Linked DNA regions of Danio rerio: region 1 is linked to region 2. A link is a contact called in public Micro-C data. All regions are on one chromosome and are shown on one strand. Each heading gives the region's core, a stretch centred on a gene start, on an enhancer-like site or on the middle of the called end of the contact. The rest is flanking DNA. Distances are from core to core; before and after follow the strand shown. Region 1 overlaps nfic (nuclear factor I/C). Region 2 overlaps nfic (nuclear factor I/C).

The links. Hi-C and Micro-C count contacts between places; a contact is called where the count stands out from the background.
Region 1: a Micro-C map of caudal fin shows a contact between it and region 2, with 1.5 times the contacts expected there. The contact joins two enhancer-like sites. A contact is called at or near these places in 2 of 18 Hi-C or Micro-C datasets (caudal fin and hematopoietic stem cells).

Annotation. Positions count from the first base shown.
Region 1 is chr8:22,592,792-22,596,014 of GRCz12tu, reverse strand. The region is part of intron 3 of nfic (nuclear factor I/C); the gene reads right to left. It also overlaps a transcript of si:ch73-196i15.3 not described here. Among named protein-coding and RNA genes, the nearest start is that of smim24, 110 kb to the left of the region's middle. Within about 2 kb of position 1,569, at least 26 of the 62 cell types and tissues checked have an H3K27ac peak or open chromatin away from gene starts, as enhancers often do. A contact at or near this core is called in caudal fin, where this site is marked.
Region 2 is chr8:22,556,049-22,559,310 of GRCz12tu, reverse strand. All of the region lies in intron 3 of nfic (nuclear factor I/C), which reads right to left. It also overlaps a transcript of si:ch73-196i15.3 not described here. Among named protein-coding and RNA genes, the nearest start is that of nfic, 100 kb to the right of the region's middle. Within about 2 kb of position 1,525, at least 40 of the 62 cell types and tissues checked have an H3K27ac peak or open chromatin away from gene starts, as enhancers often do. A contact at or near this core is called in caudal fin, where this site is marked.

The DNA.
Region 1 (3,223 bases), core at 320-2,819, 37 kb before region 2:
GTTCAAGAACGACCCATCACTGACACGAAATGGAGGAACATTAAGTGCCGGTGTGATGAGAAATCTATCTGACTCACGTGCACACACATCACACAGTGCCTGAAACTGTCATATCGGTTTATTAGAAACCTTTGATCGATCATTTCTTTCGCAATTTACATCAAGAACGAACATAGAAGCCTTGTCAAGTTGACAAGCAGCACCTGCATTTGTTTAAAAGAAATAAAAAAGCCAAAATGGGACAAATTTATACAATAGGGCTAATAATTCTGCCAACTATATAACTCATTCATTCATTCATTCATTTTCTTTTCAGCTTAGTCTCTTTATTCATCATGGGTCGCCACAGTGGAATGAACCGCCAACTTATCTAGCACATATTTTACACAGCGGATGCCCTTCCAGCCACGACCCAACACTGGGAAACACCCATACACTATTGCATTCAGACTCATACACTTTGCCCAATTTAGCTTATTCAGTTCACCTGTACCGCATGTCTTTGGACTGTGGGGGAAACCGGAGCACCCTAAGGAAACCCTCGAGAATACGGTGAGAACATGCAAACTCCATACAGAAATGCCAACTTACCCAGTAGGGGCTCGAATCAGCGACAGTCCTGCAGTGAGATGATCGTGCTACCCACTGCGCCACCGTGATGCCCACAATTTTGAACATTACAAAAAAAAAATGTGCAAGATGCGCATAAAGTTTGAAAGTGTTCTGTGCTCCCAAAGAGCATCTCTCAATTCTAATATACATCGCACATTCATTGCCTTTTAGCTTCATCTTCTGAGGTGCAAATAATTTATTATGTAAGTAAAAAGGCCCACAGTGGCTTCTTGTGCTGCAACAAATTAATTCTTTCTTTTTGATATTTGGGCCAGTTTATCAGGAAGTGACGATTGTATTCTTTTTGACTTATTGGATGGAAACGGTGCTTTATTTGCAAATATTTATGCAATATTTCAGTTTGGATCTTTGCTTGCAAACAGCTAGTTGAATCAGTTTTTTTTTTGTTGTGAAATGTTTGCAACAGAGTTTGATTTAACAAAAATATTTGCAAATAATATAAAAACTTGATTTATTTACAAACCAGTCAAAGCCAGTTGACCAAATTTCGACTTATGGATAATAATAAAAGTCAAAGTCAAAAAAATGGGACAGCCAGCTTAATTTGTGACATATTATATTGTAAATGACAAAACCTGTGTTGACTTGATGACTTAAAAACTAGTGAAGCTACTAACTATGGAGCAAAATAGCTACTGCTACCCAACAGTCACATATATTCATGGATGTAGTCAGCAATTTTGGACCCTACGCACAACAATTCCACAAAGGGGAAGGCCCTAAATTGCCAGAGCCCTATGCACTCTGTCACCCTTTTCCCCCCCACTTACTATGCCCCTGCGTATATATTTGACGGATGTCAGTTATATCTTTCCCCCCTTTTCCTCTTCTCACCCTCTGAGAGTCTTGCCTAGCACGTCACATCTGTGCAGGTTGCAGGGTGGGTCGATTATCAGGCCAGACAGTGATCTGCTCCAGGACTCTGCTCTCTCTGATTACACTGACTGCACACTGCAACCAACCCGCTATCTGATTTAGTAGAAACAGCCCCCCTTTGGTCCCCCTTCCCCGCTCCGTGTACAAACAACTGTATAAACCGTAATCAGTGCACTACAGCAATGGAGCAATGTATGGCATTCCAAAGATGCCATTTATAACGTGGGCTAAGAAGAACACTTGATACAAACAAGCAGATAGTGTCAGCTGTAATGTCACTATAGAAGGTGATCTAGGCCAAATGTCAGGATATGTGAAATTCGATCGTGTGACAATTTTCACCGCATTTCTTCATTATGTGTGGACACACAGTTCCATCATCAGTTTTGATAGATGACAATATAACATTTGACACTTTCATACAAATACGGCAGTATAAACAAGACATCTGTTAGTGTGTTTGTTTCTTCTAATGTATCACCACACCAAATATGCAAATATAGTCTCAAATACAGCAATCTCATTGGCTGTTGTGTTTGTTTATGTGTTTGACATGTTCATATTATGCATGTTTACATGAAAAAAAAATTCATTTTGGCCCTGATAGCCTTCCATACAAGTCTAAAGGCTTTAAAACATGTGCCATTGGCCAAGACTGTGATGCGGCACTCCTTTCACCTTTATACTGAATGTGTATCAGAAATAAATATGAAATGCAATGCAAAATCAAATACACAGGTGTGATGAGGAATATATACAGTATTTAAACAGCGAATATGATACCATCCCATTTAACTGGAGTGTGTAAGACAGGAAGAGCACGCTGCACAGAGATTACAACAGTGACGTAGCGCAGCTGTCCTCACATGCCCTTTTTTCAGTAGAGGCCGCCTCTGCCCCTCCTTCAGCAATCTCACTTTCCCTTGCTCTCCCTCCCATCGATTTTACCTCACTCCCTCTTTCGTTTTTTTATGATATGCTTTCTGCTACAATGCTGCAATGTGGCAAACATTAACATTAACCTCAAGCCATCTGGACTACTCATTATAAAAGAGCAATATCTGCTTTTCACCCCCTCCCTCACTCTTTTACCCTTTTTTATTTTCCCTCAAAGCCACATTAACCCACTTCAGCAGTTTCCTGAATTCTGTCCAAGCACACACTGCAATTGATGAAAAGAATTATTTATCATAATATGCTTTGAATGCTATAGAGCTAAATGCCATGGATGGCGATGAAATGTGTGTATAAAAAGCACTGTTGTTTCGTGGAAACATCTTAAAGGGAAAGTCTCCCCAATATGGAATATTGCTGGCTATTTACTCGCCCTTAGGTCATCCAAAAATAATGATTATGATGTTTTTTTTCTCGAGTCAAGCTAATAATGTTGTACATAAAGATGCAAATTATTGGGCAAAAATGAAATTTTGCCTAGTTATGATTGATACTTTACTAAATAACATAATTTTGCAAGACTTTAACTTTAAGTTAAATAATACTGATAAAAAATACAATCCAATAAAAAAAAACAGGCATTTTATTGACAGTAAAATTTTAGTGACAGTGAACCAGTCGAGAGGCGTCATTTTACCAGCGTTGCCATGACAGCACACTAGCAATATTTCAAACAACAGAAACAAGTCTACTACGTAGAAATATCCTGTATGCACATTATTTAGCAAACTTTGCTTTTCTGGTGACCATGTGCGGTTCA
Region 2 (3,262 bases), core at 276-2,775:
GCCCCAGTATAGTGAAGAGGAGTCTATCCGCTTGTCAAGTCGTAATGTGGTGATGTATGGAATACTGTTTCCGGATCAAAGCAGCTACTCATTGAGATAATACTCGTTTATGGCCATTTTTTGCCATATCACACTTTAAACTAAATTTTATATAACATCATAGCATACACATCAGTCTCTGAACTTGCTGCGTCACAAACACCAAAATTGTAACAATTTATAAAAAATGTATCACTTTCTTGCCATCAGATATAAGGCATGGATATATACATTGGAATCGTGGATGAGGAGATTCCCCCCAAAAAATTATGTAAAGCGCTTCGAGTGTCCATAAAAGCGCTATATAAATGCAAGGAATTATTATTATTTTGTAATCAACATTCATTTTTTCTAGCTAAAAATGTAATATTATATGTCACTGCTTTCAGATAGGAATGTTCAACAAGGACATAAAAACGCTGTTATTACTCAATTGTTAAATCTTGACATTTTAAAAAGTAAACTACAGTGCAAGTCATTTATGTATTTTACATTTTAGGTTGCCTTTTTAAAATCTGACATAAGTCATATGAGTCCTTCGGGCTAACTCTGGCTTATTTACAGTTTTTACTGTCGATGAATGAACACTGTGCATGTTAAAATAAATAAATAAAATAAACAGACTTGATTTGGTGATTTATAAATGAATTTGTATTTCAAATTCCGATGCTAATTTGTTTAGACAAATCTATTTGATCACTTTTACATTTATTTGATCTTATTTGCATTTTAATATAAATATATTATTATAAAACAGCTTCATTTGTTATGAAATGGCTTTTTAACTCTAATGGAACTTTTTAACTTTAATAGAAATTTAACACTTTCTTAAATCCACCTAAAACACTATTCACTCCACAGCAACAGATTTAGTAATATACAATATTTAACTGACTATATATCATGCACCATTAATTAATGTTGATCTACAATAACAGTTTTCTATATTAATAAAATACATAAAATGTCAAAACATTTACAGTTCCTCCTGTTATACCCCAGCATGTGCTGCTTTGCTAAAGTGTGTGCTGGCCCTTTAAGAAGATAAGAGCCGCCGAACACCTCCCCCTGTTGGAGGCCGACAGCGCTGTGAACTTGACCTGAGCTGACCCCCTTTCTCCCACCCCTCCCAAATTTCCGCTGCCAGAGCTCTGGAGCACATTCCAGCTTCTCTGTGTTTACTGAACATGTGTGTGTGCGTACGTGTGCGCATGTGTGTATGCTGCATCTTCCTGCTCAGCTAAACTTGCAGTGTATTTCCACATATGAAACAAATGGAAAGCGAGCCGCCGCATTTAACTTGATCTCTGGCACAAATGCCTCTCTAGTGCCACCAAACTTCGGTTCGGTCAAAACCACCATCCTGTTTGTTTTGACAAGCGTAATATTTATTGTCCCAGCCAAAAAAAAAAAAGCTTCAGAGCTTGAGAGTTATAAAAAAAAAGATCAGAAGAGGACTGGGGCACGAGCCAGGTCACGTGACCCAGCTGGAAACCGATATGGGGGTTGAAACGAAGAGCTAGATAAATCGTACAGCTCTAATGAGGCCGCTAGGCTAATCTTTCAAAAATGTAATTAATTTGATCATCTTTCGAGGGAGTCGTTTCACCCAGAGAGACTTGTGGTTCGCCTGTTGAGCGAGAGAAGGAGGGCAGTAAGAGGAATGGCCAGTGCTTCTCGATCTGGCCGCCATGCGGGACCCTCGCCCCACCCTGCTCTTCGCTCCATTAGCAAAGACACTGAAACAAAGTTTGAGCGCACACACAAACACACACAGCTGCCACTGCAGAAACACTGCCGGCCCTGTTCAACTCGATCGAGATGAAGGGAATTTGAGCATGCGTCACGACTGAAAGATGGCCCTGTGCCTTTAAGCGCAAATGCTGACTGTAGGGCTCTTTCACTCTCGCCTTTCTCAGACACACTCCTCCTTTTCCTTTGCTTCTCTCCCTTTCTTTCTCTCCGCGCTGCTGCCGTTTGTAGGCGAACGGACGCAGCTCCTTATCGGACTGTTTACAGCAAGGAGTTTGTAGGCTATTAGGCAGGTCAGGTGACACGCGGGCTGCCTCTCTGACCCAGACAACTGAGGGTGAAGGTCGCCTGGAGGGGGGCGGAGAGACAAAAAAGCGGGAAAAAAGAAAGGAAAAAAATGCAGGCTGCGGCAGTAGACTAACAATTGTTAACAAGCATTTCTTTTCTACAGCATTAGTGCTGATGATGTGATATTGTTTTAGGGGATAGATCAAGAAAAGTATTCTTACAAATTCAACATTTGGCTTATTAAACTAGTTTCTTACACAAGAGTTGTCTTATTGAGGGAGGATGCATGCCCTTGATCAAAAGTAACAGTCAAAGTGGTGTGAATCAAAAGAACTCCATTTCACATGAATGATTTTCTTTACAACTCTCTCTTCATCAAAGAAGACTGGAAAATGTTGTATGTTTTCCAGCACAGAGTATTGATAACCGATAAACACTGATAACTAAGCATGGGACGATTTTAAGGTTTACCACTGTATACTATAAAATGAATATTTTACTACATACACTGTTTAGACTGCAAAATCATAAGTATATGATTTGGGACATACCTTCAGTTTAATTTATTAACACTTTTTGGAACAGTTCCCCCAAAAATGTTATATTCTTTTTTTACTTTTCCTAACAAAAGCTACATTTCAAAATCGTTGAAAAATGAACAGGCGACACAGTGGCGCAGTAGGTAGTGCTGTTGTCTCACAGCAAGAAGGTTGCTGGTTTGAGCCTCGGCTCAGTTGGCGTTTCAGTGTGGAGTTTGCATGTTCTCCCTGTGTTCGCATGGGTTTCCTTTGGGTGCTCTGGTTTCCCCCACAGTCCAAAGACATGCGGTACAGGTGAATTGAGTAGGCTAAATTGTCTGTGGTGTATGAGTGTGTGAATGAATGTGTATGGATGTTTCCCAGAGATGGGTTGCGGCTGGAAGGGCATCCGCTATGAAAAAACGTACTGGATAAGTTGGTGGTTCATTTCGCTGTGGCGACCCGGGATTAATAAAGGGACTAAGCCGACAAGAAAATGAATGAATGAATGAATGAATGAATGAATATTGAACATGAATTGCGCTGAACTATAACCGTTTTCAAGGTATACCACGGTTTGGAAAAGTCTGCAAAACTGCAAAAGTTTTCTGTTACATCGTTTATAATGTATATGTGGTTTTTTTTTTTGGTTTTTTTTTTACATG